2 separate regions of the Triticum aestivum genome follow, and region 1 is linked to region 2. A link is a contact called in public HiCAR-type data. All regions are on one chromosome and are shown on one strand. The core of a region is the stretch at or near the end of the contact, and the rest is flanking DNA. Distances in the headings are between cores, read along the strand shown.

Region 1 (7,132 bases), core at 140-2,639, 820 kb after region 2:
TTCATCCGTTGGTCTTCCCATGTAAACCAGCAGTCCATGGGATTGAATTATTTGGAGGTTACGCGCTATATATAGGGTCCTGTTCCTGTTGTGTGGTGGCCATTATTGGATACTGGAGCAGAGAAACAGATGAAATGGACAACCCGTTCATAGTTCTATGTTCGGTCTTAATACCGTGGAGCCATACGTGACTGTCTTGGGGTTTACAGGGCTAAAAAACAATCAATCAAGGTGACTTCTGTCTTTTCCGAACTGTGTAGTCTTAACTAAGGTGCGGAATGTGCACATGTTCGTGTCCAGAATCTCCCGCGCGCATTATTGGCCTCTGCAAATTGAAGTACGACACGGAACCAAAAAAACAAAACTCAGGCAGCAAACAATCATCAATTTGATATGAAGAATCAAGTATGAGTTATACTACAACTGTACGTCGTAGTCCCACGAGTGGGATTGGACAAGTCGAACAGCGACATGCGTTCTCGAGCTGTTGACATTTCAGATCCACTAGCCAAACACGACCACGCATATATTTGACCGACTAATCCTTCTCTACGGAAAAAAAAAACTATGCTTGTGCACCTATTGGTGACCTCGTGATTGGATGGCTATACAAAGTGGCGCCCTAAACTAAATTACTAAATAAAATCCCGATTTTGAGACGATGTAAACCCACAATAAATATACGTGCAGCCGGTCGAGATCGCGAATCTCTGTGTCGGCCGCCACCGCGCTGGGACAAGGAAAGACGTGGCCTTGGAGCTAACGAACGAGTGGCGCGGTTGGTCGTCACCAAACGCGCGTGAGGAGGCTGGCGAGCGGGCCGTCCCTCCGCGGGCGGGGCAGTAGGTGGGAGCGGCACAGCGGGCAGGTGGTCCGGCCGAGGTCGATCCACCCGTCGATGCAGCCGCGGTGGAAGGCGTGCGCGCAGTTGCCCAGCCGCCGCACCTCGTCCGCCGCCCGCAGCCGCTCCAGGCACACGATGCACGTCGCCGCCGCCGCGGCGTCCCCGTCGTGGCACCCCTGCTGCTGCTGCGCCGGACGCGCCAGCAAGGAGAACTCGACGGCCGGGAGGCGCTCCTTGACCTCCTCGGGCAGCGGGGCGTCGTGGACGGAGCGGCGCGGGGAGCGGCAGAGGCCGACGAGGGAGAGCAGCAGGAGGAGGGCGTCCCGGACGGCGGCGACGAGCTTGCAGAAGGCGATGATCGGCTTGGGGATGGCGACGCAGTAGCACACCAGGGGGAACCCCATGGCCGGAGACGGCGCGGCGGGAGCTCGGACGTCGCAGGCTGCGCCGGCCAGGCCCGTCGATCGTTTGCGGGGGAGGAGCAGCAGAGGATATGTATATATACCTACTTGATCAAGCCAAAGTCAGGAGGAAAGCGCGCGCGCTCGCAGGTTATATAGAGCGAGCGGCGGGGAGAGAAGGGAGAAAGGAAGCAGAGTCGGTCAGTTTCACGTGGTTTTGGTGGAGGATAACGCGGGCCGGGAAGGGTTGGGGAGGGGTGGACGGAGGGGACACGGGACGACCTCGCCGTACGTCTCCCGGCATGGGAAATGGCCAGCGTGCGTGCGTGCGTGCGTGCGCGGAAGCTGCCCAGCCCGGGTCGTTAAAACGCGGGGGACGAGTGACGCGATGGTAAGTACGAACGCCCGCGTGGTGGCGGGGACGTGCGGTCCATCCTTGGGTCGTGCACTGGCATGGACTCGGCACGCATGGGACAACACGAGCGATTTAGGCGAGGGGGAGAAAAAGCCTGCGACGTTGACGCGGGCTTCGCCCATATGTAATCTTTTTAGACCGGAGGCTGATTGGTGCCGCCTGTAACGGGATTTTCCCACGGTAATGTATCTGTATGTTTGTATTTGTTTTTTACCATTTTGTTTCTGTTACAAACCGTGATGAAGGGCAGGGCCCGTAGGAGGGGCAAGTCGCGCCAGAACACGCGGATCACTTGGTCAGCCCGGTTTTACACTAGGAGGTTCTCTGCAGATGGTGATCTGCCTAAGGGGGTGTTTGGTTCAAAAGTCCTAAGACTTTTTCTAGTTTCAGGAACTAATCAAAAAAGACTCTTCGATAGAGTCTTTTTCTAGTCCGTGTAGAAAAAGTTCCTTCTGTTTGGTTTCTAGGAATTTTTAGGGATTTTTTCTAGTCTAAGAATAAAAAGTACCTGAACCAAACATTCCCTAAGTAACCGCCGTCAGCTCAGTTCCGCACATTTCTCTCGTGGCATGTCTCCCTCCGCGAAAGTGCTAGTAACTTGTACTACTAGTCCCGTACACCAAAGGACGATGGCCCATGAACTTTTGCAAGTTGTGGTCTGGGTACAGTAGACCGTCATTTCAATTTCAGAGAAAGAACGGGGGCGTAGGACATCATGAGATATACATTGCCAACCTCGCCCATGTATTAACACAAGATATGCCATCACCGTGTTGGGGTCAGCATCGCGCTTGCTCGCATCATATACATTGCCAACCGTGATGATGATGGTACATATGATATGAACGGCAGTGTAATTGGTGCTAGAACGAAGCATCATGGGCTGGTCATGGAGGCTCTCGCGCCGATCGGCGCAGCACGCACACGGCGACACGATGCGAGTTGCCATTGATTGGGCCTGCGTGTACCAGAAGGGGCGGATTCGACAAGCCAGCCGTCGGCCGTCACGACGGGGCGCTTCCTCTGGTGGCACACGCCTGCGCACATGAATGAAGTGAATGAATCTGTCGGGTGCGCGGTCTCCGTCGCTGGGTGGTTGATCTCATCTCGCAGCGCGGGTTCGGCAGCCACGCGCGCTACGAGTTTGGGTGGTGATGGTGCCGAGGCTCCATCCGTCTGGTTGCGGCGCTGGGCTGCCCGTGATAGCTATGGAAGTGGAGTTGGAGGAGATCGACAGCAACAGGATGTGCATTCAATGCGGACGACGAGCGGTGCCGAATGTCCCAGGAATGGATCAGCATGATTGGGCCGCAGCGGATTGCCAAGGCCAAGCGGGGCTGCCACAGGAAGCAACGTGTAGTACACGACGCAGCTGGCAACAATAATGCACACTGGCGGTCGAGGACTGACTACTCATCTCAACTCAACTGGAGAAGAACAGTAGGCCTTAATTCGCTGATCCCTTCGATCCCAGAAGCGAGCATTTGTAAGAGAACATTTGGACCTTACAGCATTAGCTGAGGCTCCAAAATATGATATGTGCAAATTCGGCTCGAAAATAAATACCACAATATACAACCCGAGTATGAACAGACGACCAAAGGAAACTGTGTCCACCTGAAAGAAAGAGAAAAACAAACAACTGGAAATACCAGGAAGCCCAGCGCAACGAGTGACCACTTGACTAGAGCCAACCTCCAACACCCATTACTAACACTAGCAGTTGCTAGACTATATTTCCATGTTCGCAGTGAGATCAATCTACTCCCACTAGGCTCAGATAGTGAGGCTGATGCTGACAACAAATCATTCCTTGGTAGCGAAATGTGTCACAGAAGAGAAAGCAGCATGACTTCTTCGATGTCAATGGCGTACCAAATATGTCAGATAGTTTGAATCAGCGTTCTTCAGAAATGTTCCCTTGAATCGAGCGTTCTTCAGAGATGTTCTGCATTGCAAGGAAAATTTCCGCATCAGGTATGTTGGATATCGATGTTAACACGGTATGCGAGAACAACATTATTCAGTACACAGAAAATGATTTGTCTGCTTCATGTTAACAAAATAAAACAGCTGCCAATAGTCATTTGGCTGTATTCTAGTAGTGACAATTGACAAAACTAGGGCACACTAGCAGTAAACTGTATCCACATAAAATGTTTGTCCAGATAGATAAACTTTAGTTTTGTCTCACGGCCCAGGCTCCGGAGAGCGTAGCCGTGCAGATCCTTGTGCGCCGTGTGCACAGGGGGGTTAGGGTTTGGGGTCGGAGGCACGCCTCCTCTTTCCTTCTTTATTGATTCTCTGGTGTCCACATACTAGGCCTAGGTCCCTTTATATAAAGGGACGGCTGATACAAACTCAACTTAACTTTCCAGCTAACACAATCTTTATCTATGGAAATAATTAAATAACTTGATATGCAAGCAAACTAAAGATAAAGCCTATCTCTAAGCAGATTTGGGACCCTCCCTGTTCCTACGCCTGAAGTGCTGGCCCCACAGGACATGTACCCGAAATGAGTTGTGAAGAGCTTAGTGCACAGTTCTGAAGAGATTACTGTGCAAAGGGCTAGGATTTAGTGATATTACGTTGTGAAGAGCTCAATGCACAAAAGGTTACATGATTGATCACTATACGAGCATAGAATGGCCATTCCTGGAACTAAGAATTTAAAAGCAAGTAAAATATGCAAGGACACCTTAAAAAGTATATCAAGAATCAGAGATAGAAATGGAAAGATAATCAAATAATGGAAGTATATACAACCATACTTAAACAGTGTATCTGTGCTCATGAATCATGATTGTGACTGATGTGTTGCCTAGAATAACCTTTGGGACATTTACTGATATGTTGGTACTTATATGTTGCCAAGAATAACCTCTAGAATATTTATTTGACAGATTTAACCTTTAGAGGTTAGGGTCTGCTCAACTTTCTCTATCTCCGCAATCCGCATCCAACTCCTCTTTCTTCCCAATCCATCATGTCCTCATCCAAGATCGAATCCCTCTCTGTAGTCCTCATCCAATGCTGGATTGATGCGCCGGTGGACACCCAAGGCCGTGGTGACCGAGCAGACACTGGCGCTGCTCCCGCTAACTGTGAAAGAGACCTCGAGGGGCGGAGGAAGACAGTTGCTTTGAGCGGCTAAGGGCGGCCGCCTCGGAGGTGAGGCAGCAACTAGGCGTACACGCCACATGAGATAACAATTCTCGGTGTCCAGATTTGACGAAGCTTGTGATGCGGTTCCAAGCTCCATCACCATGCACTTGTCCCCTCGGAAGCATGAGAAGGAAAGAGGTTGGTGGCAGAAGAGATGGATCTTTTATTCCTATAACCAATTTGTCATCGGAGCAACTAGTTGCTCCAGTTCCCAGTTATTCTAATTTGGCAACGCCTCCACAGGGGTGCGAACCAGTGCCAAATGCCAAATTTAGCATTTGGCATTGCTATTTGGCCAATGGTGGGGCTGCCCTTCAAGTTAAATCTGACTCAAGATTCTTAGAGTAAACTTTAATGAGAGGTTTTGTTGGTTATTAGCAAGAAGCCTGTGTATTTCTATGGACTAACAAAATCATACAACATGTTTATATGACTAATTACTTTCTTCTATTGGGGTGCTGCACGGTGTATCCAGATATTCATTATACATAGGAGAGTTTGTGCAAAACAGTTTCCAGTGGGTCCCCTGGGTGGTAAGCAGTCTCACCTCAATCTCAGCCGCTGGTAGCAACTTGGATGGTTACTTAGTATGATCTCAAGGCAAATGGTTCATCACCACCAACTGATATGTTTAGAGCAGAAATATAGGATTTATTCCCGTCTTTCAAGTTTAAAAATGTTGTATATACCCTTGGTTGCAGAATAGGCATAGTTAGGGCACAGAGAATGTGAAATTTCAAGCACATTTCACTAAATCATATGTTATATTACAGATGTCTAGTCATCGGTTTTTGTTATAAATATAGATAGATTAATAATCATGAACGGAATCTGAAGTTGCAGGTAAGAGTAAAAATAGAGGTTATAACTCTTTCTGGAGAATACGCATTGGAATCGTGCATATTTGCAGTACTCGGAAGGAAAAATGGATACCTAAATGTCATATCCTAAATTCCTAATTAGATCGATACAGGATCGACAGGCTTAGCATTTAGCATGTAGGTAAGGTTGCCCCACACCATTGAAAGGAACTGTTAAGCAGATGTATGGATCAAAACATGCAAACAACCTAGGATTCCTGAACCATTGGCAATTCAGCGCCTCAATGAAATGCCTTGCTCTCAACTTCATGGCTTCCAACCTGATTATGGTGAGCAGTGGCTGGACCTTGGAATATTTGTTGTTGAAGGGGCCATTTCTCTTCCTCCACAGAAACAGTGATACCTTACCTTCCCTTCTCTTCCAGTTTTTGGCAGAGTAAGATATAGATGAAGGGGCAGATGGCTGTGTTCTCCCAGTTTTGGCACGAGCAAGACACAGAGGAGGGGCGGGTGAATGTGGCACAGAAATGGGGAATAAAGGAAGGCTTCCCACAAAGGTCTTGTGTCCTGATTAATTTCGTGGTTCAGGTGGAGCTGAACCCCATAATCTTTCTTCGATTACAATCAAGAGAAAAATTGAATTGAATTGCCTAACAGTTTTTATTCAAAAGCAACCAAATTGAATGTTTTCTCTAAATTGGGGCTCCGGTTAACTAACAAAGAAGGCTTGCAACTATAATACAGAGACCAAGGGCAGTTTGTCATGTTTAGATGGTTAGTGTAACTTTCAGGTATCCATCACATACAGATAAAATCGTTCCCACTTTTGATGTTTTCACCACCATAAATTTCATAAGCACTCAAAACCAGTGGTTGGCATTTTACATGAAAACCAGAAACACCATGCCAAAAGTTTATCATAAGCTGAAATTGACGCGAAAAATTAGCAAATCCTATGCTTCATGGGACTGACTGTCCAATGGAGGAAACCGAACTGAAGTAATATGGAACAATAGTTTTATGATATGTTTCTCACTAATCAGGCTGTACATGTCCAACAACTCATAACCTATATGTGAAATCACCTTCATTAAATCTTAAATGTGTTGCTATTTTTCTGAGAAAACGCAAAGCTTGCGCCTCAATGCATTGATAGAAAGAAGAGAAATACAAATGTACAAGCCTAAGACTAGACTGAGCAACCGACCACTAAAGGAAAGACCACGAACAACACCCACAAAATAAACGTTACAACTGACGCAATCAACCGACCACTAGATGCCACCGAGACAAGCATTACAAATCATGAGCTGAGGCGCAATTGCTACGCACGACGCAGTCAGTGCCATACATCTCAGCGGGACGTTTATTACGAGCTTGTGCGCACACACTGCCGATTGGACGGTGCTGAACCGGTTCGTGCTGTAAGTTCAAGTACTGAATTTCGCGCGCTAGATTTAGGTAACATTAAATGTGTTACTAC
Region 2 (6,900 bases), core at 1,422-3,921:
TTCTCAGTATTCAAATAATTTTATGGCCAAAAAAATGTTCGTCAATTTCCAAAATTGTTCCCTAAGTTTCAAAGATGTTCTTAGATTCAAAAAATGCTGATGAGTAGTGATTCCAAAGTTTTAAACATATTTACAAATTGAAATAATATTTAGAATTTCAAATATTTGCTCCAAAATTTGTAAATTATTACAGAGTTTCAGACAAATTTCTGAATTTAAAATTAGTGAGAACAAAAAAGAAAAAGGAAAGGTAAATATAAAGGAAAAGAATGAGAGAAGAAGAAATGACAAAACCGAAAGAAAAAACACATAATAAAGAATATCGATTCAGGAAAGGTGAACCTTCTCAAAACTGGTGGGAGAAAGGGCAGGTAAAAATTGCTAATATGGGCTAGCCCATATACGAGGGGGCGATTGGTTGTGTGTTGTTTGGTGGGGTGCCCATTTTAGGTAGCAAGCGTACCACATGTTCCGGTTTTGGGAAGGATCCTGCCGGTTTTTAGAACCTTCTAGAAGGTACCTGAATTGTTTTTCTTATTCTATAAATTTCTGTACTAGTTTTGCCGCTTCTTTTACCTTTTCCAAAATTCAGAAATTTTCATAAAAATTTCATATTTTATAAAATGTCTTGTTTTTCAAAAAATGTTCGCAAATTTGTAAACAATTTCGTGTTTTAATAATGGAATTTGAACAGAAAATCCACATTTTCAAAGAATGTTTCCAAGTTTGAAAAATATTTGGATTTCTAATAAATGGTCACATGTTCAGAAAAATGTTCACAATATCAAGAAATGTTCTCGTTGTTCAGAAAATGTTCATAGATGTGAAAAAACTGTTATGGTTTCAAAAACATTAAAATTTAAGAAAATATTTGCATTCTCAAAATATGTTCACAAATTTGAAAAGATGTTCATGTTTAAAAAAAGTCCACATCTTCAACAAAGTTGTTATAGGAAGAAAAACTTGCCCGGTTAATTAAGGAAGAGGGTGTCAGGGCGCCATCCTGTTCTACCGTCGAGGAATGCCAAGGAGAAGGTCGCCGACCACCATAGAGGTGGGGGCTGGGGCGGGGCCATCGTCCTCACCATGGGGGGTCTCGACTCATACACACCACACTTGTGCATGATTTCTTCTTACATTCCAGAAGCCAATTCCATGATCGGCGGATGCATAAGAGAGGGTCGTGATTTTCTTAACCCAATCATACGACAAAAACCTTCTCTGAGCATCTTCAAGGCGGACTCATAAATCGACCGCATCCATCCGGACTGCACTACCCAGGCCGTGAAGTCATCCAACGCGGGCCTGTATCGGTTTCAGGGGAGGTCCGGACGTGTTTTCTCCCACAAATTGAAGACAAGTGAGGGAGGTTTGCGGGAGTCCGGACACCCGAAATGTAGGACACCGACACCCTGTCCACCCAATCTCCCCTCCCAATCCCATATTCTTTCACTCCGCCCTTTCCCCCTTACTTTGCATCCGCACCCTCCACCTCCGCAGCCGTTGTACGTCTCTGGCCGCTACAGAGGCATTGCCAGACGTCTGCAACCAGCACCAACACGTCTGCTCGCCGTACGACGGACTTTCCATCCTAGAGCCGTTTGTACCCAGGTACACTCCGCCCCCTATTGATGACCTCCATGGCGGAAACCACGTCCGACAGGTGTTCGGTCAAATGCCATTGAGCTTATTTTCAAATGGTATGTCATTTTTTAGAGTAAGAAGGATGGTGAGCTACCCGAACATGAAGGATGAGTTGTTGTGCGATGCGTGGCTGGTCGTATCCGCGGATTTCCTAGGCAGGAGCAGAGAGGAGCCCCTTTGGGAGCAAGTGCATGAAATGTTTCACGCACGAAAGCACATAGTGTCCTACGACATGTACACAATTCAATCACGCAATGCGAGGTCGTTGTCGTATCGCTGGCAAGCTATCCAGATCAGCGTCACCAAGTTTTGCGACGTGGTTCATAAACTCGAGGCAAGGTGGCCATTGCACGCGGCAGAGGACGAGATCGTAAATTTTACTTCCTATTGCTCAACTTGTTGATTGATTCATTCACTCAATGTTGGTCTATACATTATATGTAGCCCGCACACGCTGCCGTGGTGTACCACAGGACAGAGGGACGGTCATTTACGTGCACACACTGTTGGATGAAGCTGAAAAGAAAGTATGTGTGAGACGACATAATTCGTTCATGAAAATTTGTTGGACATTCGGGATCTGGTCGAATTTAAGACCTTGTTGTACTAGACTTAATTTGTATTACATGTATGAATAATTTATGCTATTTTCTATCCGAACTTTAATGAATATCGGTCGGTTTATATGAATTTCTTCTGATTAGTTAAAATACGGGTTGAAATTTATACGACTATGTTTAAATGACGGTCTTCTGCATCCGTATTCATGAACTGGTCTCTGAGATGCGAAAGAAAAATTGTGGGTTGGGATCGAAGATGCCCTCCTAGAGTGGTTCATACCGTCAGAATTTTGATCGTCGGGCAACGGCCCGCCCCTTCTTTCACGAACAACAGACGGAGCGCGACACGTAGTGCCGCATCTCCAAAGTCCAAGCACGTTTCCTCCTCACCCCGTACAGCCATCGACCGGGTCCGGCGGACAAATCTTGTTGCTAGTCGAAGCGCAATTTGGAAAAGCAAACCTCATCTGACCGTGACGGCGACCGGAGTGGAGGAACCCCGTCGGATCCACACGAGAACGCGAAGGCGTCATATCGGACACGCCCCGCACGGGTCAAGAGTCAAAACACCGGCCGGAGAAAGATGCCCCGGAACCCGACGAGCGCAGGCAGGCGGCCGCAACCGCACCCACGCCCACACCCGACGCATCCGCCGCTCACGACAACGGCCGCCGGAGCAGCTCGACACCATCGTCCTCCGGCATATGTCACCCCCGAGCTGCCACCCGCGAGCCACCACCACCACCACCCCAAACCCCGTCCATTCACCCTCCGGTCCGCGGCGCAAGCCATGATGATGCCCCTGACGCGGCGGCGGCTGCTGGCCACGCTGCTCTGCCTGTGCGCGCTCCCCTCCCCGGCGCGGTCCCAGAACGCGAGCGCCACGCCGGCGCCGGCCAGCGTGGAGGGGTTCAACTGCTCCGCCAACGGCACCTACCCGTGCCAGGCCTACGCGCTGTACCGGGCAGGCTTCGCCGGGGTGCCGCTCGACCTCGCGGCGGTGGGCGACCTCTTCGGCGTCAGCCGCTTCATGCTCGCGCACGCCAACAACCTGTCCACCTCGGCCGCGCCGGCCGCGGGGCAGCCGCTGCTCGTGCCGCTCCAGTGCGGCTGCCCCTCCGGCTCGCCCAACGCCTACGCGCCCACGCAGTACCAGATCAGCTCCGGCGACACCTTCTGGATCGTCTCCGTCACCAAGCTGCAGAACCTCACGCAGTACCAGGCCGTGGAGCGCGTCAACCCCACGGTGGTGCCCACCAAGCTCGAGGTCGCCGACATGGTCACGTTCCCCATCTTCTGCCAGTGCCCCACCGCCGCCCAGAACGCCACCGCGCTCGTCACCTACGTGATGCAGCAGGGCGACACCTACGCCTCCATCGCCGCCGCCTTCGCCGTCGACGCGCAGTCCCTCGTCTCCCTCAACGGGCCCGAGCGGGGCACGCAGCTATTCTCCGAGATACTAGTGCCGCTCCGTCGGAAGGTGCCGCAGTGGCTGCCGCCAATCGTGACCCGCAACGACGTGCCGGCCACGCCGCCGTCCCCGCCGCCTACCGCGACGCCCGGCCCAAGCGACGTGGCCGACAACCGAGGCGGGGTGGTCACCGGGCTGGCCGTCGGGTTGGGCGTGGTCGGCGGGCTTTGGCTGCTGCAGCTGCTGCTGCTGGGCTGCCTGTGGAGGCGGCTCAAGGCGACGGGGCGGCGAGGGGACGCGGTGGCGAGCGGCGAGGGCGGCGAGGGCGGCAGGTCTGGCAAGAGCGCGTCCGGCTCCGGCGGCGTGGGAGGGGAGAGATTCCTAGTGAGTGACATATCCGAGTGGCTGGACAAGTACAGGGTGTTCAAGGTGGAGGAGCTGGAGCGCGGCACCGACGGGTTCGACGACGCGCACCTCATCCAGGGCAGCGTGTACAAGGCCAACATCGGCGGCGAGGTCTTCGCCGTGAAGAAGATGAAGTGGGATGCCTGCGAGGAGCTCAAGATCCTGCAGAAGGTACGCCCATTTCCTTCCAAAACTTAATTAACATTTCGTGGGAGCTCACACTGAACTCTTTTCAAGTTCTAGTGTTAGTTAATTATGCTTTGGTAGTAATTTCCCGCTAAACAAAGAAATGATGATCGCCACTCAGATGGTCAGTGTTCATCCACCACAAATATACAAATCACTGATGGGGACATAACAATTTTATAGTACACGCTATTGCTTGTAGATTAACTAAACAAAGGAGAGCACTTATGTTCAATACTTAGTGAAAAAACACAGAAGTCTCTGTTAATTGGACAAGCACACGATGAAGAAGTAGTGCAGGTATTTTATACTCCCTCTGTAAACTAATATAAGAGCATTTAGAATACTAGAATAGTGATCTAAAATTGTTACATTTCGGAGTACAATGACGTTATCTCACGAACTGTCTTCTTTTCGTTTGTATACAAATACAAGCGCATCTTAAAATTTTAAGCGGGTCAATTGAACCGTGCCTGCAATAACGATAGTAGTGGAGACAAGAAATAATTTTTTTGGACCTGTCACTATGCAAGTGCCGTCAGATTCATCGAGCTGGTTCTGCACGGCCCACCGTTCGGTTGGCACTTGGCAGTGGTGCCAATGTACTTGGACTTGAAATAATTCCAAGGAGATGCGTCCATAAATCCTCGTTATTTCTTTATTAGAGCGGTCAATTTATCAGTTGTCGTCTGCCTACTTGCAAACGGTCAGATTTCCGGACCATAGGATGAAGATCCAAAGGCTCGTATTAGCCGTGAGTCATCTATATGCTTGCTACGATTTCACCCATCTTTTCACTCATGGACGAAGTAGAAGAAGGAGCCAAGCAGTCACCCGATGCCGCTAGCAAGAATTGGGATGAAGCTCTATGGCGGCATATCGCCGTACCGGGACAAACCTAAACCTAGATCTACTTTGTACCCCCTCGTTTCAAAATAAATGTCTACAAAGTTGTACTAGAGTTGAGACACTTATGTTGGGACGGAGGGAGAATAAACCTAGCGTCCCCTCTATCCCTGCTTCGTCCGGTGACATGCCCGAAGGGGAAGGGGGGAGGGGTTGGTGTTTCGAGAAAACAAAAGGGGGAAATAGGCTCTAGTTTCATGGAAACCCTTTCTTGGTAAAATATTAGGTGATATCAAACTTCACATGATACCTTTGATATCGCATCTCAAACTTCAATTTTGTAAGTTTTCAGAAAATTCTAAGTTTTTTGTGAATGTTCACAAGATATGTGCCTATAATCCATAAAAAATTGAAAGACAAATTGGAAAAGGATATATGAAAAGCCAATTTCACACATGATTTTGGAAAATTTGAAAACTTCTAAATTTGAGTTCCGAGACATGGCATCACTGGATATCTCCCACTCTTTCTACCCTCACCGCCTCAGTCTGCGCATTCATTGATTCAAGTGCGTCTAGATAGATCCGGGTGACTATGTACAATGTACTCGAATATGAACCCGAGCTCACACGTTCCGCCCTGGACCCACAAATTGCCACCATCAGCTTACTCACTCACATGAGTCTTGGCACGCCGATCACAAACGTGACTGAAACATTTTTTCAACAAAGGCTGCTTTCGCACAAGATGACACGTACGATGGGTGCATTGACTACGTGTCTAGCTCAATGACTTTGATCACATTCCAAGACTGCATCACCAAGCTCAAGCTTCAACCACCCAAGAAAAGGATATGACAAGCAAGTCAAGCATTCTACTCGCGAGATAGGGACCGTAGCGCGGAAGAAAACAACGAGCAATCACACCACGCGCAAGCTTGCACCAATGCCGAATCTGCTCATTGCCATGTACTAGTAGTACCAGTAAGAGTGCAACAAATATACAGAAAGTACTACGTACTGCATGGTTAAAACAGATCGTAAATACCACTTCCTTCGTCTCATAATATAAGAGCGTTTTTATTACATTTTCGTCGCTCTTTCAGGTGAACCACAGCAACCTGGTGAAGCTGGAGGGGTTCTGCATCAACACGGCGACGGGCGACTGCTTCCTGGTGTACGAGTACGTGGAGAACGGGTCCCTGGACCTGTGCCTGCTGGACCGCGCGCGGGCGCGGCGGCTGGACTGGCGCACGCGGCTCCACATCGCGCTGGACCTCGCCCACGGCCTCCAGTACATCCACGAGCACACCTGGCCGCGCGTGGTGCACAAGGACGTCAAGAGCAGCAACGTGCTCCTGGACGCCCGCATGCGCGCCAAGATCGCCAACTTCGGCCTCGCCAAGACCGGCCACAACGCGGTCACCACCCACATCGTGGGCACGCAGGGCTACATCGCGCCCGAGTACCTCGTCGACGGCCTCGTCACCACCAAGATGGACGTCTTCGCCTACGGCGTCGTCCTGCTCGAGCTCGTCTCCGGCCGCGAGGCCGCCGGCGACGGCGGCGAGCTGCTGCTGCCCGACGCGGAGGAGAGGGTGTTCCGCGGCCGGGAGGACCGGCTGGAGGCGCGCGCGGCCGCGTGGATGGACCCCGTGCTCGCCGACCAGAACTGCCCGCCGGGGAGCGTGGCCACCGTCATGGGCGTGGCCAGGGCGTGCCTGCAGCGGGACCCGGCCAAGCGGCCGAGCATGGTGGACGTGGCCTACACCCTGTCCAGGGCGGACGAGTACTTCGCGGACTACTCCGGCGAGAGCGTGTCCGTGGATGGCAGCGGCGAGATCGCCGC

What was found. HiCAR-type assays count read pairs that join an accessible place to other places.
Region 1: a HiCAR-type map of leaf shows a contact between it and region 2, with 9 times the contacts expected there. The contact joins the promoter of LOC123128011 here to the promoter of LOC123128009 in region 2. A contact is called at or near these places in 1 of 5 Hi-C or Micro-C datasets (leaf) and 1 of 1 datasets of contacts at active chromatin or transcription factors (leaf).

The regions. Positions count from the first base shown.
Region 1 is chr6A:484,446,483-484,453,614 of IWGSC CS RefSeq v2.1, forward strand. It overlaps LOC123128011 (brassinosteroid-responsive RING protein 1), which reads right to left and starts at 1,390. Exons shown (of 1, transcript XM_044547911.1): 1 at 369-1,390. The coding sequence starts at 1,248. The coding sequence ends at 787. LOC123128013 (protein TRANSPARENT TESTA GLABRA 1) reads right to left here. Exons shown (of 2, transcript XM_044547912.1): 2 at 3,144-3,608.
Region 2 is chr6A:483,624,795-483,631,694 of IWGSC CS RefSeq v2.1, forward strand. LOC123128009 (serine/threonine receptor-like kinase NFP) reads left to right here and starts at 2,672. Exons shown (of 2, transcript XM_044547909.1): 1 at 2,672-4,191; 2 at 6,158-6,900. The coding sequence starts at 2,788.